2 separate regions of the Macaca mulatta genome follow, and region 1 is linked to region 2. The links are chromatin contacts, called in public Hi-C maps. All regions are on one chromosome and are shown on one strand. Each heading gives the region's core, a stretch centred on a gene start, on an enhancer-like site or on the middle of the called end of the contact. The rest is flanking DNA. Distances are from core to core; before and after follow the strand shown. Region 1 overlaps SHB (SH2 domain containing adaptor protein B). Region 2 overlaps SHB (SH2 domain containing adaptor protein B).

Evidence for each region. Hi-C and Micro-C count contacts between places; a contact is called where the count stands out from the background.
Region 1: a Hi-C map of fetal cortical plate shows a contact between it and region 2, with 2.3 times the contacts expected there. The contact joins two enhancer-like sites. A contact is called at or near these places in 2 of 14 Hi-C or Micro-C datasets (fetal cortex germinal zone and fetal cortical plate).

Annotation. Positions count from the first base shown.
Region 1 is chr15:61,671,275-61,675,860 of T2T-MMU8v2.0, reverse strand. The region is part of intron 6 of SHB (SH2 domain containing adaptor protein B); the gene reads right to left. Among named protein-coding and RNA genes, the nearest start is that of SLC25A51, 34 kb to the left of the region's middle. Within about 2 kb of position 1,455, at least 6 of the 40 cell types and tissues checked have an H3K27ac peak or open chromatin away from gene starts, as enhancers often do. A contact at or near this core is called in fetal cortical plate, where this site is marked.
Region 2 is chr15:61,599,050-61,603,595 of T2T-MMU8v2.0, reverse strand. All of the region lies in intron 2 of SHB (SH2 domain containing adaptor protein B), which reads right to left. Among named protein-coding and RNA genes, the nearest start is that of SHB, 73 kb to the right of the region's middle. Within about 2 kb of position 2,140, at least 19 of the 40 cell types and tissues checked have an H3K27ac peak or open chromatin away from gene starts, as enhancers often do. A contact at or near this core is called in fetal cortical plate, where this site is marked.

The sequences.
Region 1 (4,586 bases), core at 206-2,705, 73 kb before region 2:
GTGGGCAGAAAGTCTGTACTACCTGCCCTCTGCATCCTTCCCTTCTTCATAAACCCTGTCTCTCCCAAGGTCCAGCCTGTGTTGTCTCTGCTGGGTGGTCTTCCAGGCTCCCACAGGCAGAGCTCCTTCCTTCATCTGGTGGCACTGAGGACACGCGTGCCTTCCTGAACTGCAGGTACTTAGCCACCATCCCAGCTCCTCTGAGCATGCCACGGAGCAGAGCCCAGTCTATGTCCACCATGCTTGGCTTCAGACTTGCCTGAGAGGAACCTCCTGAAGTCTGCTCAAGGAAAAGCAGTGGGGTGGGTTCCTCAGAGATCAGAGCAGAGCCTGTGTGCTCAAAGCCCTTGGAGCCCACCTGCATCTGCTCACACAGAGCCAAGGCCATGGTCCTCCCACCAGCATTTGCCTGGCCCCAGCAGACCTCTCCCAGCTCTCGCTGGGGCTGCAGCCACACTGGACCCCTCACCCCTCCACCAGCCTGCCTCGGTCCAGGCTGCCGTCTTCCTGCCTACTCAGTTCCACACCTTTTATGATTCCACTATGATCCTGCCACCACACCTGTGGATGCTTTAGATTTTCCAAAGCACAGTTCACTTTATCGGGTGTCTGTCCCTTAGGTAGAAAGCTGGAGCTTCTGACAAATCACCTGCCCCCATCTCCACGGCCTCTAGAAGACTCCCCCAACCTGAGCTCCAAGCAGACTTGAAGGTTTGCAGCCTTTCCACTCCAGCTCCGCCCCTCGCCACTGTCGCTCCCACAAGGCCTCTCAGGGCTTGAACACATCTCTTCCAGTCAGGACTGGGCTTCCCAAGCTAACGAGTGCCCGCTCTATTGACACCTTAACTTGGGCTCCAGGACCATTTTCAAATGGGCAGAACAAATGCTTAATGAAGTGCGAGCACTAAGCAATATGTCTGCTTATAATAATGTATTGAGAGATGTCACCCTCAGCTTAACAGAAATCGTTGGGAGAGCAATTACATTTCAAGAGAGAATAATTCCTGTAGAGAACTGAAATTTAAATCAAGATTTTTTTAAGGCTGGCAATGTTCTAATTACAGAGCCTGTGGCAAGTTCTGCTCCTCAGTGAAGGGTCATTTCATTGGAGAATTGCCTAGACACGTCTGAGAAGCAGGCGGCGCACTTGCTTAGGCTGCAGAAAGGAAACGGCGTGTATATGACAAGAAGAATGTAAAACTCCATTCCAGTGAAGACTCACCTACCCGCCACGCCGAAGAGACCACAGATCTGTGCCAGCTTGGAAAGGGCTGTGATTGCTTAAATAACACACTGAAACTGCGTGGCTGAGAAAACAGCAGAAGAGTTAAAAAGCTGAGCTCTCAGAGCCACATGCCCAGCTTCGCCTGGAGAACGGGTGTGGGCGGGCGAGAGAGCAGGGCTGGTAAGAAGGGGCTGCAGGTGCCAGGGACACTCAGCAGGGAGGAGGGTGTGACCCTGGGCACATCATTCCCCTCTACGTGCATGCACTGAGTGGCCTTATGTTTTTGGGGTGCTGGACCAGCAGGCTTTGTGATTCTCACAGATCTATGCCTGGGGGACAGAGTGGAGGAGGTGTCAGGCAGACGGTCACGGCCGCTGGCGGGAAGAGTCTGCCAGTGTGCAGGTATGAAGCTGTAGGGGAGCGAGCCAGTTTCATTTTCAAAGTTAGGAGAGTAACTCACATGGATGAAAGTGACATTTCACACTAATTTGTTCTACAGCATCGGGCAAGGGATGTGGACAGTGACGGCGGCAATGGCTCTCACAGTCTGAAGCAGACGCTAAGCTCCTCTGTTCACAGGATAGGGGCTTAGAATGGCCAAGGTACGATGTCCTCTGTACCTTGGCTGCTGACAGATAGCGAGTTGGGGCAGCTGCCAGGCTGAGAAGAGTCTAGACGTCCCCTGGAAGTCCCTCCTGCCTGTCTGAGCCTGCTGTTTATCCCCCCCCAACACACTCCTATTTCGCTTGTGTAAGCACCCACAAGTTTACCACCTTGAGCCAGGCTGTGCCAATGGGGCAGGCTGGTCCCGAAGCTCAGAGACCAAGGCAGAGCTGGGACCAGCACTTGGGCTCCATGAACCCCCAGTCTGAGGCCTGACCATTCTCAGGCAGAGGGAGAAAGGCACGCTCACATGCTGACCCTCCCGGGCTCAAGCACTGCACCCCGTGGGTTCCCTAGCCCTCAGGCTGTCCTTGTGCCTTGCTGGGCTCTGTCCCTTCTCCCACTGCATCCACAGGGAGGCTGACTAGATGACCCCGGGGGGTGCTTCCAGCCCTAGGTCCTGGATTCCATATGTGCAAAACATAATCTGCTGCCTACCTGCTGAGGGCTTCCTGCAGGAAGGGGTCTGCAAGCAGCCTGACACATTCCCTCCACCGCTGCCCTCATCCCCAGTCCTGCTTTCGCTGGGGCATCGGCCAGGATTGCCTTCAGGGACAATCCTTCCTATAGGCCAGGCTCTATGTGTTTAAGCACCGAGGAGCAGACAGGGGAGGTGTCCGGCCCAAGATCACACAGTGATCATCAGCAGCCAATGTCCAGAGTCAGTGCTCCTGACCTCAGCACTCCCCAGACCTAAGAGAGGGCCTCATGTAACCCTCAGTGCTCCACGTGAAGCCAGGCAGGGGGGTGGGTGAGAGGCGTCAGACCCTGAGCAAACATCCCCTCCACGCTGATCTTCCGCTTCCACAGCGCCCATGGTGCAGGGCTGACAGCAGGTCAGAGACAGCAGAGGGGCTGGGAGTAAAAGACAATGTGTGGCACCCACGCAAGGGGCTGTGCCGAGGATTGGGAATGACATGTTCTGATTGGTGGAGCCCCCAGGACCGCCCCCCAGGGGTCTGAGGTCCCGAGACTATCTGCCAATCCTCGACCAATGCAAGGGTCAGGTGACGCCTTGTCCACACACAGCCAGGAGACATGCTGTGACAATACATTCTCATTGGTTAAGGTCCCCATGAGGGAGATGTCACCTAACAGTTGAAGATTTAAAAGCAGCTGCCAGGAGTGGCTTCGCTGACTCCCACCTTCACACAAAAGGAGAGGCGAGCATGAGCAAAGGAAGCATGAGCATTTCTGTGGAGAACAGAGGGGTACATCAGGCAAGGAGTATGCCCAGGGATGCGTGGCTGCTGCAGACAGCATGTATTCTGAGCTGCAAGCAGTCTGGGGGTCACCTCTCACTCCCCTGGGGTACTGTGGAGGAAACTGAAGCCAGACAGTATACTACCCTGGCCCAAGGTGCACAGCAAGGCAGGCTGCAGGTGAGCCCAAAGCCCTGGTCCTGCATCCCGAGCCAGGTAAGCCGGGCTCTGGGCCACACCTCCTCCCACCTTTCTTCAAGGCAGCGTGGACTTCCGCACTTCAGCACCATCGCGGTTCAGGGAGGACACTGCCCCCGGGGAGCTTCAACAGTCTGCTGTGCCTGCCAAGCTCCTGCATCAGCCCCGTCTCCTTTGACAGGACATCTTGCGAGGGCAAAGTCACAATGAGAGGTGTCTCTGGTGGGTGACCTGTCTAATGAGTCTTGTAAGGCTGGCAGAGGCCGGGGTGCTGGAGCTGTCACAGGCGTTCAGATGGCTCATTATCATCACAAAAAGCACCTCCTCATCATCAGGATTATCAAACGTGCCGGGCACGTAGGGCTAATAACAGGCCCCACCTCGCAGCGCAATCACGGGCTTTAATAAAACATTACTCAGCCTGCAGCTGCCGGCCGCTGAGCAGGGTACGAGGCCTCACCTCTCGCTTTTAGACCTAATTGCTTGATGCATATTTCATGAAGAATCCTGAGTAATAGTTATGTTAAACCGCTTCTTTTCATGATGAAATGACTTAAAAATACTTGCATATAATATTTATGCGGGAGAAGGATGGAAATTGGCCTTTGGGACTAACACGTGGGACCCAGTTACAGGACTCCAGACACAGAGGGGATTTCTGGTTTACCTTAGCTTGAAAGGTGTGTAGGGAGCTGCTGTCCTGACCCAGATGTCCTCAGAACATTAGCCCTCAGGTCAAAACCATCCAAGGCTCCCCATGGCCAAAACGGATGTAATGACATCCAGTACTTCAAGAGCCCCTACTGGGTACTGGGCTCTGAGCTGAGCTGTTGCCACATATTCTCTCATTTAAACTGCAGAGCAAAGCTGCTAAGTTGTTAGAATGATCACTATTTACAGATGGGGAAACTGAGGCTCAGGAAGGTTGTGTCTCATGGGACATGGTAGGGCTAGGATTTGAACCTATGTTTGCTGAACTCCAAAGCCTGGCATTCAGGGCCCAGAAGTTCCCACCACAGCCGCATCTTCCTCTGCTCAGCCACCCGCTGGCCTCTTTCTGCCCCAAGATCTGGCTTCCCCGCAGCTTGGTGAGAACTGGAGGCTGAGAATCCTGCAAGCCCACTGTGATGTTTCTCAGCCGGCTGAGCCGTAGCCCCCTCTGGCCTCTGGGCACACAGCCGAGGCACTGTGCCCGTCACCCATCCATCCATCCATCCATCCATCCGGGTCTGCCCAGAGCCGGGGCAGTGAGGCCCCATGCGTCCTCCCCTCCAGACATAAGCTCCTCAGGGCAGGCT
Region 2 (4,546 bases), core at 891-3,390:
CCTCCGGGGGTGCCTGCCACCAGAATCAAAGGCTACAGGTGGCAGGCATGGAAACAGGGTCTGGTGAGCACCATATACATACACATATGCATGCGCGCACGCACACACACACACACACACACACACACACACAGTCTCACACTCTAGGCCCTCTAGGAGCCTAAGACCCAAGCCCCTGAGAACATCCCCCCAACTGTAGTCAATAGGTTTTCTCTGCAAGGGGGATCCAAAGCATTTCTTATCAGGTGTGCACACGAGAGTGTCTCAGCCAGGAGTTGGTGGCAGGCGAGGTGAGTGACAGGTGAAGAGATTTTAATAAAATGACAAGCAGCAGCCCATGTTACAAGTAGATTCTTGAGATTTGCTGAAGGCTCTTCTTCTTCCTTTCTTCCTGGAATGAGATGAGGCTTAACACTTGCCTTTTGGATGAAGTCTTGTGACCAAGTGAATGAGAACTGGCAGGGAGAGTACGATGGGAACGGATGCCTACTTGAATATATGTGTGTGTGTGTGTGTGTGTGTGTGTGTGTGTGTGTGTGTGTGTGTTAAACAAGAAAAAGGAAGTCACAGGAAGAAAAACGAACCGAGCTAAAAATAAGGCTTCTCCAACACTATTGCGAGACAGAAAATATAAGCTCAGTTACGCAGGGAAGCCAATGTGATACGAAACAGAAAATATAAAGTTTCCACCTAAAAATAACTGGGAGTGCAAATGTGGACTTCATCGTTGAGAAATACAGAATTTTTGATATAAGCCTGAGCTTACAGTCTCACTTGGTAGGGAGGAGTTGCCTGAACTTTGGAATTTTAAGGTTCTCTTCTAACTAGGAAGCTGACGATACAGAACTGAGATCAACTCCAAGAGCATTCCTGTCTATTGGCTCGAAGACCTAAAAAAAACTTAGACTGTGAAGACTAACCTGAAGCTGAGACCTAGGAGGGCAATGGGTGGAACATGGCTGGGTCAGGAGCCTGGCCCCAGCTGCTGCTGAGAGACCCCAGACAGCACCCCCTCTCCTTTGCAGCTTCCTTGTCTGCAAAATGATGGAACCATAGGCAGCTGATCGGCCTCAGTGGTTCATTTATTTACGGAATCACCCTTTGTCATATTATCCCTTTGTTACTTTATATTTACATATGGTTATAGCAACGCTGCAATGTGAGACAGTAGAAAGTGACCATGAGATCTGGAATGGACTCTCAGCTGGCCACTCCAAGCCGCATGACCTCGGCAAATACTCCAGCTTCCCTGTGCTTCCAGCTCCTCAAAAGCCAAATGACATCAGTAGATATCAAAGAGTAACCAATGAAGAGCATCGTGCATATAAATATTATTCTCTTCTGTCCCATCCCTCATTCAAACTTGATCAGGTTAGAATAAATGCAAATATAACTCAAATGACTGATTACTTCCCCTTTGATTCCACATATGAAATACACTGGCAATTCCAAATACCAGTAAGTTCATTTTAGAACTGGACTTAGGAGACTTAGTTCAAACCCTGGCTGTGCTGACCGCCAGCCTATGCCCTCTGGGAAGTGATTTGCCCCAGTAGAGACTTGGCAACCTCTGTTGTGGAGTGGGGAGAATATTAATATCAACTTCATGGGGCTGTTTAAAATAAAATAAAGGGTATATGAAAGAGTCCTGTAACCATAAAACTCCATGCAAATGTTACATATGAGGAATATACATAGAGTGCACACACACACAACCTTCCTTCTAGCTGACATCTGGTATAAGTGACTCACCAGTCAACAGGTTTATGTCCACATGGAGAAGACGTCTCATTTCATTTTTCTTTCGTAATATCAGTCACGTATGCTGCCCTTCAATAGCAGAAACTTCTACTTCACCATGAAATATTTCTCATATTCACTCCTAAAAGGAAGAGCCCTGTACTCTGTGACAAGGCTGAGAAGGCATGATCTGATTCCAGGGCTCAGAAACATGACACACAAACCCTTAATATCTGGAACTGAAGCGTTCTTCCTGAGTGTTTCATTAAGTGTATCATCTGCTTGTGTTTGGCACTTTTCCACTAGCTGGGAACCTACAAAAACTGATGTGGGATGACAGCTGAGTTGGCGCTGCCAGACAAGCTTCCTCACTCGAGAACAGGCTGGGGGAAGGGCGGGCAGGCGGCAGCTGTCACATTACAGCTGCCACCACACAGACACGCACTTCAGATTTCACTCACGTCCCCTGACGGAGGAAGGCACCAGCCACAGGCCACATGACCGCTGAGGCTCCAGCTCATCCCGCTCATCCTTGTCCTGGTGAGACAAAGAGGCGGCCACTTCCCTGGGGAAGTCCTGCCCCACCCTCCCAAGGAATCTTTAAACTCCTCGTAGTGCGAGCCCTCCTCTGCTGTGTATACCTGCTGGTCTCTGGGCCTGATATTCCAGCCACCTGCCCACGGCTGGTGGGGAGAAGGCCCTGCTTTTCCCAGCTCTGGTAGAGGGGCTGGCCACTGTCAGTCTGGAAAAATGCTCCTGCACAGGCCAGCCTGGGTCACAGAGTGCTCCAAGCCTGGGGAGCACAGGACCTCAGAGGCCCTGCTGAGTCTCGCATCACCCCAAAGGTCATTTTACTCTCATTCCTCCTCCACTGGTGGGAAGCCGCCTTCCTAGCTTGCCTTCCTCACTGTCAATGTCATGTATATTAATAGCAGAAGGAGTATTAGGGGAGAGGGAGCAATGAGATGAAGGGTGCTCAAAACAAGGAGGACAAACTTATCCAGAAAGCCCCCAGTACCTGCAGGGGCCTCGTTCCACGCTGGCTGATTCCCGTCATTCTCATCTACTCTGCAGAGGTCACTGTTCTGAGGACACTTTGATGGCACTCCCTTACATCTGCCAGAGGGGTTTAAGATCAATTGCTCTGAGACCCAAATCACCATCTTAGGCAGGTGTCTTTCAACATCCGATTGGCTTACACCCAACAATTCCATACAATAGGTCAAGTCATTCTGCTTCCTGGGGGTTTAATTTGCAACTAATTCCTCTTACAGGGTTCACCAGGAAGCTCCCACTGTTTAAAATGAAATGTACCAGAGTGCTTTGTGGAGATTTTTCTATGTGGTGGACGACATGAAATGGCGGTTTTGAATAATGTCCAAGCCGAAATGACTGCAGCCATTTTGTGTGCCTGCAGTCAGCCAGGGTCTGCAGGTGGGAGTGGACACAGGACAGCCTCCTGAGGAAGCCGCCGTGCCATCTGTCCACAGGCTGCATGAAGCGACTCCATTTTCAGGAGCATCTGAGCCCCTCCTCTTCCCTCACACCCAGGATGAACTTTTCTGCTTCTCACCTGGATCATCAAGTCTGAGCTTAGCTGGTACTCATGGTTGCAGCCTGCTCAACAGGGAGAAATAGCACACAGAGGGGACAGCCTTGCAGCCTGTCCAGCCCTCGGGTGGAGGGTCCTTAACTCAGGTCTGAGGCCTGTACGTGTGCAGAATTCTGTGATCATGTACACAGGAGCCTAGAGCCTAAATAAAGCAGCAGTTCTTTAAAAATATTTAGTAAGTCAATGAACACTTAGGTGAGAGTCTAAAGCCCTTATCTCTATAGCACCAGCCGGCTCCCCATCTCCTAATATTGGACAGACACAGAGTGTCCACTGATGTGCTGGCTCTGGGCCAAGGTTGGAGCCTGCTGGTCCCCACCTACCCAGCAATGGCCTTCCTTTCAGCTCCTCATTCAACACCCAAAGGCATTCAAGGTTGGGCCTAGATCTCCCCTCCTTCTACGGTAGTCCCTTAACCAACCTGGAGAAGAATTCTGTCCCTTTGGCACCCCAATGTAGTGCTAATTATCTGTCTGATTCATATGTCAATTAATTACCCAAGGCCTAAAGACATTGCCAGTGCTGGCTCTAACCGCCCTGTGACTCTCCACATCTACCTTCTTATCCTGGACTAATTTTCCAACTTGACCCAGGTTTGAGAGCAGAGGCTCTATGCGATAAACCTGTGTGTCCGCTTGGTGTCAGTAGGATTTCAATGAGCTCAATAGTCTGAGTCAGGGAAATGGTAAGCTGACAGGCAGGAGGTGGGTGGGAGCAGCTGAAGGTTCAACAACTCCAGATAGTCCTGAGGATACAGTCCAAGCCTCTTAGGGGGCTCGGAAAGCCCTTTATAAACTGGTCATCGAACATCTTGGCAGCCACATGTCTCCCCTCTGTAAGTTCTTGAAGCTGCAGCTATGCCGGCCACAGGCTGTATCTCCATTTGCAAGCCATCCCTTCCCTCTTCTCTACATGGCACCCACCTCTGAGTTAACCTCAGGACCCAACTCAGGTGTCAGTTCAGCACCTACGAAACCACCGGTGGGTCCCCAGAGCCACCAGTCCTCTCCTCAAGGTCTGAGCTCGGGCTGCTGCCTAGACAGCCCCTTCCCCCCGGCTTGCTCATCAGTAAAGCCCAAGACATGTCAGACCTGAGTCCACATCCACTGGGGCCTGGGTCTCATTTATGTCCATCTCTGGACGCCCAGTGTAGGAGCTGGCACAGGAGGGTGCAAAATGACTGCAGAGTGGGCA